Regions from separate parts of the Gossypium hirsutum genome. Here region 1 is linked to region 2. Evidence: chromatin contacts called from public Hi-C data. All regions are on one chromosome and are shown on one strand. Each heading gives the region's core, a stretch centred on a gene start, on an enhancer-like site or on the middle of the called end of the contact. The rest is flanking DNA. Distances are from core to core; before and after follow the strand shown. Region 1 holds the start of LOC107946951 (flavonoid 3'-monooxygenase CYP75B137). Region 2 holds the start of LOC107946935 (adenine phosphoribosyltransferase 4).

The links. A called contact is a pair of places that touch in the nucleus more often than the background predicts.
Region 1: a contact with region 2 is called in a Hi-C map of leaf, with 1.8 times the contacts expected there. The contact joins the promoter of LOC107946951 here to the promoter of LOC107946935 in region 2. A contact is called at or near these places in 2 of 34 Hi-C or Micro-C datasets (callus and leaf).

The regions. Positions count from the first base shown.
Region 1 is chrD12:58,034,180-58,038,783 of Gossypium_hirsutum_v2.1, forward strand. LOC107946951 (flavonoid 3'-monooxygenase CYP75B137) reads left to right here and starts at 1,586. Exons shown (of 2, transcript XM_016881459.2): 1 at 1,586-4,259. The coding sequence starts at 3,375. LOC107946949 (a long non-coding RNA gene) reads left to right here. Exons shown (of 5, transcript XR_005921939.1): 4 at 1-78; 5 at 448-680.
Region 2 is chrD12:57,791,231-57,796,353 of Gossypium_hirsutum_v2.1, forward strand. It overlaps LOC107946935 (adenine phosphoribosyltransferase 4), which reads left to right and starts at 3,169. Exons shown (of 6, transcript XM_016881445.2): 1 at 3,169-3,689; 2 at 4,206-4,316. The coding sequence starts at 3,608.

The DNA.
Region 1 (4,604 bases), core at 336-2,835, 240 kb after region 2:
ATCTTTAACCGTATTTTGTAGTCAAGCGCTATGCAGTTGGCCAGCATTGCAGAAACATCGAGCGTTCGGCACATTGAGGTACTAAGCCATTGAGGGCTTGGTGGTGATTGGCAAAACCCTTTTGCTTTCGAACCCCTTGTCCTCTGTCTCTATGGTTTTCTGATTCCAGTTCTTTATTCTTAAAAATCAGATCTAAATTTGTTTATTGTGATCGCGATTCTGTTCGTTCTAAATAACTTTCTCATTGACAAAGAAAGTATGTGTTCCATAAAGAACTGCAAAAAGTTCAAAAACAAAGAAAGTAGTGTTAAACCACTAATGAACATGTCTAGAAGTGTGTATATGGTATATGCCCCGTGTTTTGAAGTCTTTACTCTTTAGCATGTTGATAGTATTTGCATGTTGAATTTTATATAAGCAAATTAAGTGATCAGTTTACTAATGCAGGGAAGAAGCAGATGAGTTGTGCCGAACGCTGGAGGAGAAAGAGGACAGTTCATGTACTGCCTCAAATCAGTTTTCTTGTATCACAATATAATGAAGCTTGCTAAACAAGTTATGCGTGCAATTTAGTTGGAGAGGTTTTTTGTTAGGTCATGTAAAACTTTTGTTGGTTAAACTATTAGAAATTCAAAAGCAAATTGGGTCCTCTAATATAAAAATGAGCAATTTAGTCCTTATATAATTCGTTTTGAAGCAAACAAGTAACTTTTGAATAGTTTTAATATTTTTCTTATCTAAGTGCTCGTGGAAAAAATTGAAAATAAACATGTCTAAAAGTTTAATCATAAAAAAGCCATCTTTCTACAACAAAATATAGCCAAAAAAAAGTTAAAATGAACGAAGAAAACAACATTGAAGACCAAAATTGCTGCAAGTCAAATCTAGAAACAAAAATGAAATTGAGAAAATAAAATTTACGCTCTAAATTTTAGAATTCGAAATTGTTGATGCACAAACAATAGAATCCTAATTTGTCAATAGACAGAAAATCACTGATGATATGAGTTGAAAGGTGCTTTACGATCGGAAATGGAATACATAATTGGGAATATGAAGAAAAACCCTAATTCATTATGTTGTTAAGTAAATTTAACTTGGGTTGCTGATGGTAAAGTAACAATCATAAAATTATTATTCAAAGTCAAGTTCAAATATTTTAATATTTGATAGAAGAAATTGATGAAGTTTGTTGATACAATCATAAGAATTTTATTAAATTATATATTTTTTTAAATTATATTTAATAATAATTATTTTAAATTATATTTTATAGTATTATATATTATGATTTTAGTAAATTCATATAAGAATATTTAATACTAAAAATTTTATTAAATTATATATTTTTGTTAAATTATATTTAATAATAATTATTTTAAATCATATTTTATAATATTATATATTATAATTTTAGTAAATTCATATATTTTATTAAATTATATATTTTTATTAAATTATATTTAATAATAATTATGTTAAAATATGATTAAATTATTTATTATTTATATTAATAATCTTATTAAAATTTAATAACAATAACAATAATCATTTGCCTAAATAAATTTATGCTAAGGGTATTTTAGTCATTTTAGTTTTTTCCATTATGCTATTACACCTTCATTCCATTCAACCAAACACAATATTACTATTACGCCTCTATTCCATTACATTCAGTCAAACAATTAATTTGCTATTACGCCTTTATTCCAGTACGCCTCTATTTCAATACAGCGAACCAAACGTGCTGTTAGACTTTCAAGTTTTAAACGTAAAAGGAATTCTCTTCCTCTCTTTGCTCTCACCGCCGCCAATGGGAAAAGACTCGGCGTCGCCGTGCTCCGCAGCACCGGAGTTCCAACCGGCCTAAATAAACACTCTGCGGCATTCCTCCCAAACTCCCCATCTCGATTCTAGGCTTACTTTTTCGAAAATTAGTCCCAAAAATTGTTGATCTAAGTTTTATGCTTGAAGTATACCTTCTCCAATCTCCACTTCTAGCCATCCGATTAGGCTGATTTTAGAGTATGTTGTTCCTCGTCCTACTCAATCGCTTTTCACCGTTTGGATTTTTGAAAGAAAGCTCTGAACCCTTCATTTTCTTTTAAACTTGAATCTGAGTTTTTTGTGTTGTTGCGATTATATATATTTTTGGCTTTTTTTGTTATTTGGTTGAGGGAGGACTTTTTTTTTTTAATTCTTGCTGTTAACCGCTTAGGGGTTTGATTTAGGGGGGTTTTCTAACCGGTGGTGGATGGGATGTGTCGTCAGGGGTGGTTGGGGTTTAGGTGCACCCCAGGGTTGCGGAGTTAGTGGCCATGGGCGGTGCAATAGTAGGTTGGTGCTGCCATGGCAGAGGGTTGGTAGTAGTTTATAGGGGCTGGCAGCGGTGACCCTGGCGGCTAGGGTTTGACTAGCAGCTTCAGGTTGCCATGTATCGGATTCAAACGGGCCCGAGATAAATGCTGATACCAATACTGGTTGACGAAGTTATAAAAAATAAAAAAGAAAGCTATATAATAAAATATAGATAAATACGGATAATATAAGAGAATAAATTATATTAGATTTTAAAATTAATTTTAATTTTTTTAATCATCTTATATTTCTTTGCTTCTAAATCGTCTTTTAGTCTTTTAGTTTTATGTTGTCAATTTTTTTTAATTCTTTTAGTTTCGAGGCAGGTAATTATTTCTCATTTCTCATTTTCTTTTAATTTTTAATCAAATTCCAAAATTTGATGACACCTCTAGTGGTGTTTATAATATCTCAAATTTCGATTTTTTACTAATATTTTTTCTAGATTTTTAATGGTTGGTTTCAGTTTTTCTATTTTCATTTTTTGCTTATGATTTTTTTCAGCTTTTTTAATATTTTCTAGATTTTTAATGGTTTGTTTCAGTTTTTCTATTTTGTTGTTTTATAATTTATAAAATTTTAAATTAGTAATTGATGATAAAAATTTAATTTAATATTTTAAAAATAATAAAAATATATTTTTACTCTTGTAAAATTTAATTCTACCTAAAAACAATTTCGAACCTCGCCCTAGATTGAAGTATTTTTAAAATTACTTTATTTTTTGGTTTTTTTCTCACATAGTTTGAACGCTTCTTTTCCCAAACTTTTAATTAAATTAAATTAAATAGAGATGATGATGATATTGTAAAATAATATTTGTATTTTATTAAAAACTAATGGTGTGATATTATTTTATTAGTTAGTAAGGATGAAAGCAAAAGATCCCTTGTTGCCATATTCCACAAATCACAAACAGCTCATTCTTGGTCTTTTGTGACGTATTTCTTGATATATGCCTCCATCTGCCCACCTAGATTGTTATTCGTTAACTAGTTAGCTCCCTTTTTCATTTCATGGCTCTCCTTTTCACATTTGTTATTGCCTCTTCAATTTTGTGGTTAACATGGATGTACCTTAAATCCAAGGAGGGGAAGCCGCCACCCCCACCAGGCCCTCTAGGCCTCCCCTTAGTGGGAAACCTTCCCTTCCTTCGTCCTGACCTTCACTCCTACTTCTCTGAACTAGCTCACATCTACGGTCCAGTCGTGAAACTCCAGCTTGGTAGCAAGCTTGGGATCCTGATAACCTCCTCATCCACGGCTCGAGAAGTTCTTAAAGACCAAGACATGGCGTTTGCTAACTGTGATGTGCCTGTGGTTGCCAAGGTTCTAACCGGCGGCCGTGATATAGTTTGGAACCCCTATGGCCCGGAATGGAGAATGTTAAGAAAAGTATGCGTTATCAAGATGCTTAGCAATGCTACTTTGGATAAAGTATATAGTCTTCGCCGTCAAGAAGTACGAGAAACTTTATGTTATTTATATAGTAAGGCCGGTTCGCCTGTAAACGTGGGAGAGCAGATGTTTTTAACTATCTTGAATGTGGTGACCAATATGTTATGGGGCGGGTCCATGGAAGGGGAGGCCAGGGCGAGCCTTGGTGCAGAGTTCAGGCAAGTCATCTCAGAAGTAACAGAACTTTTGGGTCTACCTAATGTTTCGGATTTCTTCCCGGCGTTGGCCCCGCTTGATTTGCAAGGTGCAGTGAAACGTATCCGAAAGCCAACGGAGAAGTTGGACGCAATTATTGATAAGATAATCAATCAAAGGTCGGAGGAGAAGCAAAGTGGGCAGACAGTAGAGGAATTCAAGGACTTTCTACAATTCCTATTAAAGTTGAAAGATGAGGATGATTCCAAGACCCCAATGACCATGACTCATATCAAAGCCTTGCTCCTGGTGAGTCTTCTTTGATTCTTTTTAATTATTATTTGCAATGATATTGTTATTAATATTTTACAGAATTGATTTTGGTACCACTACGAGCAAAGTTCCTTTGGGTGCCCTTATCCAACAAAAGGATAAATTAGGAAAACCACTTTTGGTATTGAGCACACAGATAGTTTACAAAATGAGGCTGTTTTACCCAAATAACTAAAAAAAATATTATAATTATAAAAATAACTTAAGTTTAAAAACAATCACCAAAATAACTTAAAATAAACAGTATCCACTCTTTTTTTGCACCAATGATTGGCTAATTATTGTGTCAGACTTAAAAAATATATTTTTTTGGGTTCCGGC
Region 2 (5,123 bases), core at 1,919-4,418:
TCATATTTGTACTATTATAAAAATTATAATTTAATTTCAACCCCTAAAACACTTTTTCATCATCCATTTTTAAACTCAACTTATAACATTAAAATTTTCAATATTAGCTTACCAAATACGAATCTATTAACCCAATTAATACATTTGTCCGGGGTTTCTCTTCTTCTCTTTTTTCAGCAAAAGGCAAATTAAGTGTGGGTCAGTAGGGTAGGGCTAGCTTTCTTTCCATCCCTAACTCCACGAATCTAAATTCAAAAAAAGACGAAGAAAAGTCAAAATCATATATAATGGACCTGACACGAAGTGAATTGAAATAATTTGCCAAAAATGTCAATCCATTTATATAACAAAGTTTGGAGTATGTACGTTTAAATTTATTGCCTTTTTCAAAAACCTTACCGTAAAAAGCACACAGGATCCTGCAAGATCTAACCTCCTGAAAAAATAATTAATTCTGAAGATTTTGATGTCAAAGACAATGAAAAGCAAATATCAATTATGTAATCACCTAAATAGCTAATCTTTAGACTTATAATTTCTCCTTTGACAAACTCCTCCTTGCATGCATTTTTCGATACTTCTTTGCCTTCTATAGCTAATAGGGTCCATTAGCTATAAAATACCCTCAACCTTTGTTCACATTTTCCTAGAAATTTAACACACTAAAGAAGGAAAACATAATAATTGTGACACGAAGAAGATGATATATATCATATATCACAAATTTGGACGTTAATTAAGTATGAATTTACAACAATTTCATGAGCAGTACTGCTAGTAGAACATCGAAGAAGGTGAAGAGGCGCGAGGATGAACCATCGGACAAGGGTGACATGGCACGTGGCCTTCTTTCAAGGACATGTTGATGAATGGTAATCAGGCTGTTCAAGAGGATTGGGCGAAGGTTTTGAACTCTCGGAAGGTGACGTCGTGAATAGATGGTTGATGGAGTTTAGTTGTTGATAAATAAAAGCATGAAGCGTACAATTGTTATCAAATTTTGGGAAAAAAAATTAATTGTAGTGTTGTATATAATAAGATCTGAAAATTGTCTTAATCAATTAAATTTATGGACATTGTGAATGATTATTTTTTGTTGTGTTTATAAGTGGTATCTAAACTTGTTTTGTCTCAAATTGGCATTTTTATTAGTTCAATCGTTAGTCAAACCGTTAAATCTATTAAAAAGACACAATCACATTGAAATAAGAATGACAAAGTATGATTTTCATTATATAAATATTTAAAAATAGAGAAAACTAGTTCAACTGTTTCAACTAATTTTTAGCTTGGTTCAACTCTTATCTCTAGATTGATTTTTCAGTCCAACCGTCTAGTTTAGTCTGATTCTGAGAACACTAGTTTTGATCGATGAGAGGATTTTTTCAATTCCATTAGGTCAAGTAAGTAGGCGGCGAAGTTTGAAAACAGAATTAAGCGTCCGTGTCCTTGACCTCAATTTCAAGTATAGAAAAAAATAAGAGAGAGAAATGATGTAAAAGAAAATAAAAGAATCATAAATTATATTTTAAAGTTTATATGATGTGGCGGTCTGTTATTAGTTGAAAATTTTTAGTGGATATAAGTGTTTAAAATGAGTAAGTGAATGGTAGGGTTGTTGAAATAAAGTGTAAAAATGGTAGGGTTATTTAGTAGATTAGCTAAATTTGAGTTTTCATGTGTTACCCATATTTAAGAAGTAAGAAGTAGAATATTTTATTTAAAAAGCTAATAACTTGGTCATTGAGTCAAAATTCATTTTCACCAATTATTATTGTTTCTTTTGCAAAAATCTAAAGTTTGCACAAATAAGACGACACTAAGGCATATAGGAAAGCAACATGGAGTTAAGAAGCGTAGGTGATAGAGAAAAAGTGAAAGACTTTTGTCTCAAACACAGCACAAAATCAACTGCACATTTTGTAAGCTGATGTTGAAATTTTGGTTATGCCCAAGACCCCAAATTTATTTTTATTATTATCATCTAATTTCTCTGGGTCAATTAATTCTATGCATCTTCAAGATTTATAGGTAGTTATCAGTCTTTATCTCACTTTGTCCCAACTCCTATATTGAATTTCATTGATGGATGGGTAGCTTTTTGGAATTTAAATTAATACCAACAACGACCTTAGATTACAGTTGTTATTAGATTTGGTAAGAAACTAAGCTAATTTCCAAGGTGGGAATGCGGAAAGTGAGCGAGTCTTGGCTTAATTTCTGCTCCCAATATTTATACAACTTTTATTAATATTGGATTGCAACTTTATAGGGTAAGGCTTTTTCTTCTCTTATTTTTTTTTAAAAAATATATTTTATTTTTCTAAATAATATGATCGGAAGCGGAATATATTTTATTTCTTTGATGCACTAAAAAAAATAAGGTATTGTATTCCTCCTATGTTTGGATTAACAATAGCTAAAGAAAAGAAAGACAAATAAGGTAAATGAAAAGAGAGGAAAGTTCAAAAGAAAAGAACGTATTACATCATTGGGTTAAATTTAACCAAATGAAAATAAAATATTGGCACATAAGATTATGTAACAATTTTTGGGATAATGTCAATGTCTAAATTGCTACCGAAATAATTAAACTTGTCTGATGCGATATCTAAACTATCAATTCATGTATTATTATAACATCTAGAATTAACATCATTCATAAAAGTTAAATTCGGCACATGAAGTTTTTTCCTTAAAATATACAATTTTTCTTATTTTGGTACCTAGACTTTTTTTTTGAATCAAATTAATACCTAAAGTTACATTTTATTAATCGATTCATTTCATTACTATTAAAAAAACCCATTATTGTTTAAAAAAATTAGATGAAATGTGACCAATTAGAAGGTTCCATGTGGCATTCTTTGACTTTGACTGATGCTGACTTAATAGTATTTTCAAGTTTTATATTAGAAAATTATTTTAAAAATTTAAAACTATATATATTTTTTATTTTTTGAGAAAATATTTTTAAAATTTTAAAAACTTTTAATACATAAATTTTTATATTCTTTTTATTTTTCATTACTAAATTATTTTTTTCAAATTTTTATTATACTTTTTTTAAAATATTGTTTAAATTATTGCAAAGCTTATATATATATTTGACAAAAAAAATCTAAATTTTATTATAATTTTATTTTACAAGGAAATGAGAAAAAAGCAGGGGCGGCCTCGTGATACAACTTTTTGTTTTTAACCCTTTTTTACACACACCCGCTTCTCTCTTACTTACATCCAGCAAAGATTTCTTCCCTCTCCCTCTATATATTTCTTGTGCAGAGAGCTCCCTCTCTCTCTCTCTCTCTCTCTCTCTCTAACAGACAATTTAAATCTCCTCTTCTTATAAATACCCACTTTTTCTTTTTTTTTAATCTTGCTTCATTTAAAGGGTGTGAGGAGTATCAAAGGAAGAACATTGGGAGAGAGGGGAGACAAGAGGAAAGGAAGTGTTGGCCGTTTTGGTTGTCTTCCTTGTTGAGTGTTGTTGTTTCTTTCTTCTTTGCTTACATGGTGCGAGTCATAGAGAGAAGAAATAAGATTAAAAAGACGGGGAAATAGATAATATTTATAGACAGATAGATAGCATAAAAAACAATAGACAATGTCGGCTTACAGAGACAAAGATCCCCGTATTCATGGCATCCAATCCAAGATTCGTGTTGTCCCCAATTTCCCAAAACCAGGTTCCTCTGTTCCTTCTTTCTTTTTTTTTTTTAAGTTTTGCAAGATTAAAAAAGAAAAGAAAAAGGTTTCTAAGACTGGATTTGGATGGGCGGTTGATACATTACAGTGCGTTTAGCTTAATTTTTATGTCAGTATCTAATCTTACTTTTATCACTATTTTTATTAAGTGTAAACTTTTATCACTATTTTTATTAAGTGTAAACGCACGTAAATCCAAACTCACCCTTAATCTCTTTGTTCTGTCATTTGTTCTGTCATGTACTCCGGTTTTCGTTTTTGTTGCCTTGAAAGTTTTGTAAAATGGATTATGATTTAAAACCCAGATTTTTACAGCCTTTGGAATAATATAAACGACCATAAAGACTGAACTTTTATTGATTGATACGGCTTTTCTGCCCAATTCAAGTTGGGACCTTGTCATTTGAAAGAAAATTGCATGATTTATCTAAACCAGTTCCATGTTTTTTGTTGACGTTAGATTGTGAATTTGGTATCATGTATGGTGGAAATGGCAGGTATTATGTTTCAAGACATAACTACTCTTTTACTGGATCCTAAAGCATTCAAGGATACAGTGGATTTGTTCGTTGAGAGATACAAAGGGAAGAACATTTCAGTTGTTACAGGTAAAAACCAAAGTTAAGATAAGGGGAGAAAACCTTTTTATAAAAATGGAAGGTCCTTTTTTTTTCCCTGAAACTATTATGGTTTTTGATGTGCCAGAGATTTGATTCATAGCTTTTCAAGAACTGTTTTTTATGGCTGTTTGATTAGCATCAAAGAGGGTGGGGTCCATGGTTATGAGAAAGTAAGCTTCTGTAGAAACAGGGGTAAAAGGGATATGCCCCTTCAAATTGCATAAGTTTCTGGTTATCTTTTTTAATGCCGTTTCACGGAGTTTGGGATGGAAGTGACTCTTTTTTTCCCTTTAAATTTCATTTCTCGTTTGACTACCACCCCTTGTTAGTGGGAGGAGCCATTGATTGCTCCCTCTCACTCTCTTTTGCCCACACACATTCTTGTTGTGGCCATGTGCTTGGATCCTACTTGGCTTGATGGTGGTTGGTGATGGATGCCCACCTTTCTTGAGGTGGACAGGATGATGTAAATTCCCAGCCGCCTTTTTCTTATAATTTTTAGCCTTAATTATACAACCATAATGTGATTATCACTGCTGAATGATTGATGCATTTGTTGCTTATAGAAATACTAGTTGTTTTCCTCCATTTTCCCTTTCATTGCTGGCTTTGGTTAGCTTCTACATTGCTGGATGAAACGATAATTTGCTGTTTCTTTTTTCCTCATGCCTTGTCACTTTGACACACTACTAGGGAAGTTAAAAAGGGTTTTGATAATCCTATCATTGATAGTGGTGCCTTGGTCTTTTTAATAAGAAAAGAATCATTTATTATTTGTGTGTGCTTTGTCTTATT